2 separate regions of the Rattus norvegicus genome follow, and region 1 is linked to region 2. A link is a contact called in public Hi-C data. All regions are on one chromosome and are shown on one strand. The core of a region is the stretch at or near the end of the contact, and the rest is flanking DNA. Distances in the headings are between cores, read along the strand shown. Region 1 overlaps Epb41l5 (erythrocyte membrane protein band 4.1 like 5). Region 2 has its middle 19 kb from the start of Tmem185b.

Evidence for each region. Hi-C and Micro-C count contacts between places; a contact is called where the count stands out from the background.
Region 1: a Hi-C map of kidney shows a contact between it and region 2, with 3 times the contacts expected there. The contact joins two enhancer-like sites. A contact is called at or near these places in 3 of 12 Hi-C or Micro-C datasets (hepatocytes, kidney and liver).

Annotation. Positions count from the first base shown.
Region 1 is chr13:33,272,854-33,278,634 of GRCr8, reverse strand. Epb41l5 (erythrocyte membrane protein band 4.1 like 5) reads left to right here. Exons shown (of 25, transcript NM_001401160.1): 15 at 5,262-5,301. Among named protein-coding and RNA genes, the nearest start is that of Epb41l5, 45 kb to the left of the region's middle. Within about 2 kb of position 1,789, at least 3 of the 93 cell types and tissues checked have an H3K27ac peak or open chromatin away from gene starts, as enhancers often do. A contact at or near this core is called in kidney, where this site is marked.
Region 2 is chr13:33,216,389-33,222,471 of GRCr8, reverse strand. It overlaps a transcript of Epb41l5 not described here. Among named protein-coding and RNA genes, the nearest start is that of Tmem185b, 19 kb to the right of the region's middle. Within about 2 kb of position 1,516, at least 7 of the 93 cell types and tissues checked have an H3K27ac peak or open chromatin away from gene starts, as enhancers often do. A contact at or near this core is called in kidney, where this site is marked.

The DNA of each region.
Region 1 (5,781 bases), core at 540-3,039, 56 kb before region 2:
TATTACTAGATTTAGCTGCTGGTATTAGTGTCTGTGTGTCTGTGTTCATTAGAGGTCTTGTTCTATGCTTTTCTTAGACTATTTTTTTTTTTTGCCAGTTTTGGTATGAGGGCAATTCATACGAAGGCAAATGAGTCCTAATTTTTGCAAAGAATTTGTAAGGACTTGATCTGAATTCTTTCTTAGCACTGTAATGGTATTTATTAATCTTTTGTTAGCTTTTAAAATTCTTAATCTGGTCACCTTCTGTAGACATTGAGATTTTTTTTTTCTTTTTTTTTTTTTCTTTTTTTTTTTTTACCCCATCAGTCAGGTTGGGAATGTGGAAAATTAGTCCCTTTTTTCTGTCTTAATACCTTGGAATGTAGTTCATATTTTATCATGTTGTTTCTCTAAGATCTTTTGCTTTGCCTGATTCCTTTCTAATTTAAACTGATTTCTTCCCTTTTTTTCTTAGTTCAGTTGAAGATTGTCAGTTTGTTAGCCTTCAATTGATTTTTGCTCTAATATTTCTACTTGTTACTTAAGATTAGTTTGCTCTAGCTGCTTCCTCCTCTTCCTGGGTTCTCGTCTGTTACCCAGGGCCTAATGCGGCCAGCTGGGAGAGTGCTCTACAGCAGCCACCTCAGACCGCGGCTGTGTTGTTACTTTCTGTTGGTTTGTGAGACAGATTCTCACTTAGCAGCCTTGGCTGGCCTAGAGTTTAGTTGTTTTGAAGCCAGGTCTTAAGTGTGATCTTAAATGTGTGGTCTTTCTGCCTTCGCTCAGGGCTCAGCATTGGAAGGATGCACTGCACCAGCTGACTTGTCCTTTCGATGTCTTCTTAAAGTGGGTTTAGGACTTGCTGTGTACCCTACACTAAATTACTCTGTCCTGCTGATTCAGCCTTTCTACTGGTGGGCTTACAGGCTTATATGCCCAGTATAAAGTCTTTTATTTTATTTTATTTATTTATTTATTTTTGAGCTGGGGACCGAACCCAGGGCTTTGCGCTTCCTAGGTAAGCGCTCTACCACTGAGCTAAATCCCCAGCCCAAGTCTTTAATTTTTTAAGTAACAATTCCAGCTGTAAAGTTCCCCTTGAGCACTATTTAATTGCATTTTGTAAATCTTAGTGTGCTTTGTTTGCATTTTGGGGGTTTGTCCCACTTGATTTTCAGAAACAATTATGTATTATTGGTGTCTCCCACATGCTTATTAAACAATCAGATTCAAAGCTGGGTGTGCTGGCACACAAGCCTTTAATCCCTGCACTTAGGATCCAGAGGCAGGTGGATCTGGATCTCCATGAGTCTGGGGCCAGCCTGTTCATATAGCAAGACCTGGTCTCAAAAAGGACAGCAGCAGCAGCAGTAGTAGTAACAATAATAATAAGAAGAAAACAATAGTAATAATAATAACAACAACAACAACAACAAGAAAGTGGTAATGGTGGTGGTGGTGGTGGTGGTGGTGGTGGTGGTGGTGGTGGTGGTGATGATGATGATGATGATACAAATCAGATTCAGGCCAATACCTATAAACATACCTTTGTGTGGGTTGTAACTGGATGAGCCTGTCTGTCTGTCTATCTGACTTAGGACTTCTCCAAAAGAGGTTTGTTATTTTAAGGTACTGAGTAGTCAACTTTACCTTTAAAAGAAATTTTTATTACATTTGCTTGTTTATTGTGTTTAAGTTTATTATACTTCCAGCTTCTGAATTGTCTTCCTCAGTTTTATTCACTTGAAGCTGTTCAAGCTGGGTTGTGATCAGTGATCCATTACAGAAAGACTCTGCTGCTGTGAACAAGGACTCTTAAGCCTTTCTGGGCACTCTACCTCCCTTCCCCCCTTCTCCTCCCAGCTAAGCTATTTCAAAGCTGTGCTTGTAAGGAAATTGGGAAGTAATGTAATCTTTGTGGTTTTTAATGTCGTTGCTTATTAGTAGGTCATGTCTTGCTTTGACCTTACAGATGGGCCAGGAAAGAAGTAGGAATAGGAAGAAAGCATTTAAGCAGTGATGTGATACTGAATTGTTAAGTTTTATTTGCAAAGTAAAAAGCCCCTCCTGTAAGATGTACTGAAGTACAAATTTTTAATCAGAGCATAATGAAAATAAGCATGGTCCCTTTCTTGATTAGTTTCACATTAGTGGATAAATGCCATTGTCTCTTCATTGGTGGTGCTTTTGACTCTAGAAGACCACAGAAACAGGCCACTTAAGAAATGGTAGTCCTGGGGTTGGGGATTAGCTCAGTGGTAGAGTGCTTGCCTAGCAAGCGCAAGGCCCTGGGTTCGGTCCCCAGCTCAGAAAAAAAGAAAAAAGAAATGGTAGCCCTTTGGAGGGAGGAAAGGGAAGGGAGACATGATATAATTGTGTTTTAATCTCAAAAATTACACAAAACAAAGTTCAGTGGCTCACAGCCCCAGGTGATCTGAGTTGGCTTCCAAGGACACAGTTACATGCATGTACTCACACACAGACACATCCACAGACACATAAATAAACCTGGATATGGGCTTTCAGAAGTTAAAGGATGAGAGAGCGCCATCCCTCCTGAAGTAACCTCATACAGTACTCTGGAAAACCCGAGTTCATATTGGCATCCATGCCCTCTGTTCTTGCCCTTGCCTCTGTTTGCATGAATGGTTTTGCTCCAGTGGACCATGGAGAACAGAGCCTTTTTTATAGGGTACAACTATTTGACCTAGAAGTTTCTTGACTTTGTACTCTGCTCTCTCATAGAGTATACCGGTTTGAGTAGCAGGTTTATAAGTCTCTTTTTTCTTGTTATATTTTTCCTTCTTGTGAACTTGAACTAAAAGTACATTAAGAAAAGGCAGTGTTTTAAAGGATAGTTGATGCTTTGGGTTACAAATACAGTTTTCTCCTGAGTGGTGAGACTGTAGGCATATGCCTGCATATGTACCTGGGTTAGAGCATCTCTGAGACAGGGAAGGGGAAGGAGATTAAGTAAGTGCTGTACATGAGCAAAAAAGGGTCAGATATTACATGTGGTATTTTATACAGAGGCTCTTCTCTAAGTTGCTCTAAATATACATTTTTGATCAGAAATCAAGTTACTAGTAAGTATTTTAGATTAACATCAGTTGTCTCTTCATCACTGCTGCTTAGTTTCTACCAGTGAGCTACATCTCAAGCCCTGTCTTTTAGTTATTAAGTTCATATTATTCAAAACAGGAAGTTGTGATTTAGTTTAATATGACTTTATTTGTTTTTCTCATTTGAAATCTGTATTTATTTATTTATTTATTTATTTATTTATTTTGGTTATTAATGAAGTTATTCCTAGCTAAAAGAAATGTTCCAAAGCAACAAGTGGACCATAGACTCACTGAGGCTAACTTCTGCTCCAAGCAGGCTTGGTGAGATTTTACACATAGACTAGGAAGTCACTTTCACTGGTATAATAGAGTCTGGGAACAGCAACCACAGCTCTTTAGAAAAAAGGGCAGAGGGAGCTAGGACTTAATGGTGGGTCTCCTAGACGTGGTGCAGCACCCTTAATAGTCAGTCATAATGTAATAATTGAGATTCAGTGCTTTAGCATGCTGGCTGGTCTTGTGGAGGCCCCAAGCTTCATTCCCCACTCCCACATTGGGTCATTCACAACTGCCTACAACTCCAGTTCCAAGGGATTCACGCTGCCTTCTGGCCTTTTCAGGCACCCTCATACATGTGTGCACATATGCATACACACACAACACGCAAATACATAAAAATAGAATGAATCCTTTTTAAGGGTGAGGTATGATAAGACGAGTCCACGGATAAAAGCACCTCCCCAAGCCTGGTGTTCTCACTTCAGGCCTAAGGACCCATGAGGTAGAAGGACCCTCTCGCCAGCTGTCCTGACCTACACACACACACACACACACACACACACACACACACACACACACACACACACACACACAAAGTAAATGTTCAAAAATAAACAACAAAAACTTTTAGAATTCATATTGTTTTGAGTGAAAAATATTTTACAAAGGTATAATGTTTATGATGAAGCCTAAGTCCCATTACCATATTACTCATACTAATTAGACTAATTATGCACAAGTTATATAAAATGAGTGCTTTGAATATAATTTATTAATGAAAATAAAATTACTAATTTAAAAAAATTAACCTATAATAAAAATGAGTTATGGGGAAGGAAGAATAACCAATTAGGTCAGTGGTTCTCAATCTGTACATGGTGACCCCTCTGGGTTACATACCAGATATTTACATTACAATTCGTAACAGTAGTAAAACAACAGCTATGATGTATCAACAAATAATTTATGGTTAGGGGTCAGCACCACATGAGGAACTGAGTTAAAAGGTCACAGCATTAGGAAGGTTGAGAACTACTGAGTGAGGTTATATCGATTTTTAAAATCTCTTCAGAGATCTGGAAGAGAGGAACTTGAAGGTTCCAGATATAAACGATCCTGGGATGGGAGCGCTTGGTGTCCTGTTTGGCTCCTGGCACCTGATGGTAGCATGTGTTGGAAGATCCCTAGTAGTGTAAAGCAGTTGTAGCTATGTCTATGAAAAGTGCAAATACCCATAGAAGTAAGTGTCTGATAGTGAGTGTGACAGGTGCAGCTTGAGAAACCACCAAAACAGCTTCACTGGAACAAGGCATTAGCACCGTTGGGGCTGCTTTGAACAGTACATATGCAATCTTAGACAGCAAAACCGCTGGCCGTGGTGCCACATGCCCTGAAGCTCAGCATCCAGGGGCAATGGCTGGTGGGTCTGAGGTTAAGGCCAGGCTAGTCTGCATAGCCAGTGCCAGGTCAGGTCAGCCAGGACTGTGTAATGAGACCCTGCCTCAGAGAGAGAGAGAGAGAAAGAGAGAGACAGAGAGAGAGGGAGGGAGGGAGGGAGGGAGGGAGGGAGGAAGAGTGAGAGAGAGAGAATTTTATATGTAGGGTTTCTTTAACCTAGAATGCTTTATGTCATTAGTAATAAAAGAAAAATTGTAATTATACATCATTAAAGATAAAAGTTAATGAAAAATAACAGGTAAACCTTATGTGCATGTATACATATGTCATTGTTACCAAAAGATTATACAGTTATGCTCTTGGATCTTATTTTCTCAGTGATTCAGTTGCAAAGCATGAATTGATTCGTTAGATCTAAGATAGGTGAGCTCATAAACACAGGATGTTACTGATAACTGGTTTCACGAAAAAAATTTAAAATGCTATAAAGTAGCACTTTAATATAAGTTTTTGATTATGTTATTTTCTTCTTTACAGTGTTCATAATGCTTCGGCCCAGAACAATGACTCCCAACAGGTGAGACAGTAGTAAGTTTCTAAAGTACTAGAGCACATAGCTAATTACAGTGACTGTCATGGTATTAGTTGGATTTCTGTAATGTGTGACCTTTTACAAGTTTTGTACATTTTCTTACCCCCATCACTTCTCCTGTTTTACTAAGATATGTAAGTAGAACCGATGATTCATAAAACATTTTCTGTTCCTATAAATCAGGCACATCCATAAGTTGTGAATGTTCGTTTATTATTTAAGTCTACTATGTAAATTCAAATTCAAACATTTAACTGCTACTGAGTGTCTGCCTCGGTGCCTGTGGTGCCCGGATTGCTGGGAGGCAAAACACAGTCTGTAACGGGTGTCCTCAGTCCCTGTTTTTCCAGGTGGGAAACAGCAAAGTCTCGGATGATTGCTGTGGTCCCCAGTCTCCTGCATATCTAGGTGCCACTGGCTTAGTCCTGGGATTTGGAAAAGGGGTTCCTAGTCAGAGCTTTCCCT
Region 2 (6,083 bases), core at 267-2,766:
GGTTTGCACTGTGGGAACTTGTCCTGAGCTGTGCTCCGCTGTGCGAACTTGTTGGGGCCGCTTCTCTGCCTCCTTATTGCACTGTTGGGAGTGATGTCCACTAATGCTCAGGATTCCTTCTTACGTGTGTGTGTATGTGTGTGTGTGTGTGTGTGTGTGTGTGTGTGTGTGTGTATCTGTGTGTGTGTATCTGTGTGTGTGTATCTGTGTCTGTGTCTGTCCGTGTGTATGTATCTGTGTGTGTGCATCAGTGTGTGTATCTGTGTCTGTGTGTGTATCTGTGTGTGTGTGTGTATCTGTGTCTGTGTGTGTGTGTGTGTATCTGTGTCTGTGTGTGTGTATCTGTGTCTGTGTGTGTGTATCTGTGTGTATGTGTGTGTGTATCTGTGTGTGTGTATGTGAGTGTATCTGTGTCTGTGTGTATCTGTATCTGTGTCTGTATGTGTGTATCTGTATCTGTGTCTGTCTGTGTGTGTGTATCTGTGTGTGTGTGTTTTCATGGAACTCTGTATTCTTTCTGTTTTCACATCTGGATACAATAGATGGTTATGAGGACTCACCAGCTATTTTGTGTTTACTTTTTCTAGTTGTTAAGCTCTGCAGTAGCTTTGGAACTGTAATTTATTTTTGTATCACGTGCACTATATTCAGTGACTTCCTGTTGTATGTGGCCTGTATAAGAAGCACTGCACTGAACTGTGAGTTGTCTATACACTGAACAAGAACTCTAGATATGACCCACTCCAATAAAACTCCACAGATGTTCATGTTTTATGTGCTGTTTCTTGAGCATGAATGGCCCTGGCTAAATTGTTAAGTCCGAGCCACCATTAGAAGTGACCAGATGGAGTGAGTTGCTGCACTGACACAGTTGGGATTCCTGTCAGTGTGGGTGTAGGAGATTGGGAGTGGAAATGTTTCCAAAGACCAAAACCCTCACTGGTGGCTGGGGAGATACCTCCGTGGGTAAAGCACTTGCTGCACGAGTATGAAGACCTGAGTTCAGATCCCCAGAGCCTGTGTAAAACCAGACACAGTAGCACACCTATAATCCCAGCACTCCTGCAATGGGGGATGCAGAGGCAGAAGAATCACCTGAAACTCACGGGCCCCTTTGCAGAGATAAACGAGAGACCCTGCCTCAATGGATGGCCAGAATCTCCACATAAGGCTGTCCTCTGACCTCCATATGCATGTTTCTGCACTTACACACGTGAACATGCACACAGCACAAAGTTTTTGAAGGCATTGGTCAGCGCACAGTACAGTACATACCTGTAATCCCTCCCAGCACTGTCGGAGTGTCAGCATAGACTAGAGCAACACTGTCTCAAACTGAAAAACTCTGACTGGTCATACGTAAGCTACCCTGGAAGGCCACGGTGTCATGGAAGGCCACGGCGTCATGCTGGGGAACACAGAATAGTATATACATATCTGGGACTTGAGTGCACACTGCTTACTACCCACAGGCATAGAGTTAGTCACCTCAGACTACCGTGTCAGTATTATCCTGAAAGGACCCATGCAGTATGACTCTGCCTCCACCTTCTGTTCCCCAATCCCTTCTGTGAACAGCATGACTGTCCAGGTCATTTGTCAGGCTTCTCCTGGTAGCAAGGCAGCAAGGCTTCCAGGAAAGTCAGACCTTTCTCCCATCCCCTCCTTTTCCTGGAGAAAGGTGGGCTTTGCTCAGCCTTCACCTGTGCTGGAAACTAAAGAAAATGCCTGACAATAAGTAACAAAAGCCATTCTGACATAAGCAGGACAACCCATGGGAAAAGTGAATTGTTCTCCAGAGCCACAGGAAGCTGTCGTGGACAGAAACGAAGTGGGTGTTGGTGCTGACAGGTTTCCACCCAGCTGTTCTGACTCAGAGGGTGGGGCCCCTGCCCAGGCTGCACTTCCCTGAAAGCTCCAAAACACCCCAAGTACCAGGTGGGCTTCTGAGGCCTGCACTCGGCAAGCCTGCATGTGCTGAGGTAGCAGATCCTGGGTCAGTTACAGTCAAGGCCCCGACGGGTCAGACTAGAGGAACTCGGGATGCTCTGTTCGTCAACAACAGGGAGCACAAATGTCCTAGGCCAGAGTAAGTCTAGCTCATGCTCCTAGGCTCGCACGGTGCTGGGGGGAAGAAACAGGATGAGCTGTCCTGGCTCCTCGGGATAGTTGAGCATTTACCCAGCACAAAGTCTGGAGTTCACTACCATTCATCCAGGCATGAAAATGAGCTCACTTAACCCCAACATGGGAGGGAGGAGCAGAAGCATCAGGAGCTCGAGTCATCCTTGACCACATAAGGACTTTAAGGCTAGCTTGGGCTACATGAGAGTGACACACACCCCCTCCACCCCCATGCACAAACTAAAGAAAGATGACCTGTTCGGGATCCTCAGTGTATAGATAGGAAACAGCCCCAAAGAGCGACAGGGACTTGTCTCAAGCTTGTGGCCCAGATCTTGAGACTCCAGGGCACTGACTCACTGCTGTCTGGTTCTTGTCTGCTTCCATTGCTACTGCTTGTTGTCTTGAAACAGAGCTGCAGCTAAGAATCATGGCTCCGTTGCTGCTCCACAGAGTCCCTTCCTGTGGGGATCTGGGATCCCCGCAGGGAGAGTTTATCATTGTTAAAACAAAGCAAACATCCACACACAGGTCAGGGATGTGTGTTCATGTGCCTTCCTTTTGGGTTCCTCCTCTCTCCTGAGTACAGCCAGCACTTCTGACCACCATATGTTCTCTCCCCTGGCATGCTCCCCAATCCCCCAATGTACTGTTTCTTTAAGAGTTCTAGGTAGCCAAGTACTTTAATTCCAGCACTCAGAAGACAGAAGTAGGCTGGTCTCTGAGTTTGAGGCCAACAAGTTTCAGGACTACATAGACCCTGTCTCAAAAAACAGAGGAGGTGGGGTGGAGGGGACACAGAGGAAGAGAAGCATCCATTTTCTGAGAGGCCCTACCAGCAGCTGACTGAAACAAATGCAGATCCTTACAGCCAACCACTGGACTGAGGTTGAGGACCCCTATGGAAGAGTTAGGGGACACCTGAAAGGAGCTGAAGGAGATGACAACCCCATAGGAAGAACAACCAACCTGCAGCCTTCAGAGCCACCAACCTGAAGAGCCTAATCCTGGGGAGACTTGATTCCCCAGGGAATGAGGGTACTAGGAGAGAGGGGTGCACCTTCTCAGAGCCAGAGGGGAGAAGGTGAAGAACTCGGGGGGGGGGGGAAGGGGGCAACATTTGTAATGTAAATAAATAAAATAATAAAAAACACAAGTTAATCTAGAAAATTACACACACACACACACACACACACACACACACACACACACACAAATGGTCTAGTGCTCAAGACCAGCCAGAAACTTACTGTAGCTCACTATGATGATCTTGAATTCCTGATTGTCCTGTCTCCATCTCTCAAGTGCTGGGAATAAAGATGTGCACCATCTTACCCAGTTTTATGATGCCTGGGATTGAACCAGGTATTCTACAAGCTCCACCCCCAGCTTGCTCCTGGCTGGAAATTCTGTTTCAAGTTACAGACCTACAAATCTGGACAAATGGGAGGTCTGCCACATAATTTCACACACTTCCTGATCTCTAGGGACCTTAGGCTGGCGGTACTGATCATTCGGCATAACTGTCAGGTGAGCCAGAGAGTCAGAGGGGTCTGCTGTTCAGAGAAATCCAGTATGAAAGAACTGCTCTCCATCAGCAGAAAGCGCAGAGAGGCTGAAGAAAAGCAGACAGATCCAGGAGTATTGGGTGCAATTTCATTTGGGCTCAGAGAAGCCTGGCCCAGAGCAGCAACTGGACTGTTGGATCCCTGAAACTCAAGTCAGAAGATGAAACTGGAATGTTCTTAGTTTATCTCAAGCTGTTATCAAGGGTGCCAGGCACATTCCTGATGCCGACAGGACTAGAGTCTGGCTACAGAATTCCACACACCACCCTAGGGGTTTTGTTTATCTGTATCAGTGGTTCTCAACCTGTGGGACATGACCCCCTTTATGGGTTGCAAAGCAGATATCCTGCGTGTCAGATACATTACAATTCACAACAGCAAAATTACAGTTTTTGAGGTAGCAACGAGATAATTTTATGGTTGGAGGTCATCACAACACGAGGAACTGTATTAAAGGGCTGCAGCGTTGGGAAGGTTGAGAACCCCTGCTCTAGAGTATGCTGAGAGACCGCAGAAGGGGGAACCATGGTGTTACTCAGAAGCCAACGTGACAATTCAGCATGGCTGCATCAAGTCAAACTGGGTCCCTGCACAGTTTTCAGAGTATAAAGTCCATGGCTAAGAATGCGAAGTCCCATGACATTTGGAAACCAGCCATTTAGAATATTGCAGAACTACAGAACATGGCTAAACCCTGTTGAAACCTTGTTCACCGTTCCCTTCTGCCTGGCCCGTGTCACATGGGGGTGCTTATAATGACACCTGCTTCACAGAGTGGTAAAGACTGAGTGCGTGCTGCAGAGACGGCTACACACAAAGCAGGATGGTGGCTCATGAGGGCCCGAGTCGGAATCACCAGCAACCAGTTAGCTGGGTGTGTGCATGGTGTGTGCATGTAACTTCAACGCTGGGAAGAAGTGCACGAGAAGGTCCGTGGGGCTTGCTGTCCAGCCAGTCTAGTGAAGTAGTAAGCTCTGGGTTCAGTGACAAACTCTCTCTCAACAAATAGGGAATAAGTTGACTTCTGACCTCCACACACAGACAAGTGCGTACACGTAGACCCACGCTGTAGTGGCTTGACTGAGACATCCCCTACAATGTCAAGCATCTAAATACTTGGTCCCCAGTTGAAAGTCCCTGTTTAGGGAGGCATTGGAGGTGGGACCTTGCTGGAGGAGATGTGTCACTGGGGGTGGGTTTTGAGGGTTTAAAGACATGGCCAGTTTGTGAGTTTGTGCTCTCTGCTTTCCGCTTGAGATTTGAGATGTGAGCCCTCAGCTGTTTCTGCCACCATGCTGCCACAATTCTCTGCCATGGTAGGCCCCCAACCGTCTGGAACTGTAGGCCCAAACAGACCTTTCTATAAACTGCTTTGGTCATGGGGTTTTGTTTTAATATTTACTTTTTTATTTAATGTATACCAATGCTATATGTACATATACACCTTTGTGTCAGAAGAGGGCATCAAACCACATTGTAGATGGTTGTGAGCCACCATGTGGTTGCTGGGAATTGAACTCATGACCAGTGCCCTTAACCGCTGAGGCATCTCTCCAGCCCTTGTCCATGGTGTTTTATTACAGCACCAGAAGTTCGTACCAGAGAGTGGGCTGTGATAGACCTCACCATGCTGGGTTTTATTTTGTTTTTGATCAATGTGGAAGGCTTTGGACCTCAGAACTGAAAAGTGGCAGAACTCTAAGGATGCTTAGTGGGCCGTCCTAACAGGAGCTTGGAAGACAGTGCTGAGAGCAATGTGAACCTGAGGGCCAGCTCAAGTGGTTTCCAAGGGAAACATTAACAAGCCGGGCTTCTCACAGTTTGGATTTCTATTGCCGTGATATAAGGTCACAATTAACAGCGTCTTGGGGAGGGATTTGTTCAGCTTAAAGGTACCAGAGACTTAGGAGGTGTGACCTTGCAAGAGGAGGTAAGTCACCAGGCCTGAGCTTTGAGAATTTGAAATCTTACGCCATTTCAAGTCTGCTCTGTTTCTGGCTTGTGGTTTGAAGCCACAGACTCTCAGGTGTTCCCAGCCAGCATGACTGCCACCCACTGCCCGGATCCACCTATCTTCCTGGAACTATAAGCTCAATGAAACCCTGAAGGGCTCTTGCAGGCCTGGGTTTGGCAAATGTGGTGCTACCAGGCCTTGCCTTTCTTCCCCATTCCCTCTATCTTGCTAAAAAACCACTAGATTACATTCCTAAAGCTATTCCAAGGTCTGTTCCTTATTTGGCCGCTTCCTGCCCCTCCTGAGACTGACTACCGAGGTCCAGCTATTGAAGTACTGAAGTCCAGCCATCAAAAGGCCCCTTTGGCTCACCTAATTAACATTCCCAATTAAAATTAAACACCTCATCTTAACATGGGGTTTCCCCTTCAACCTTC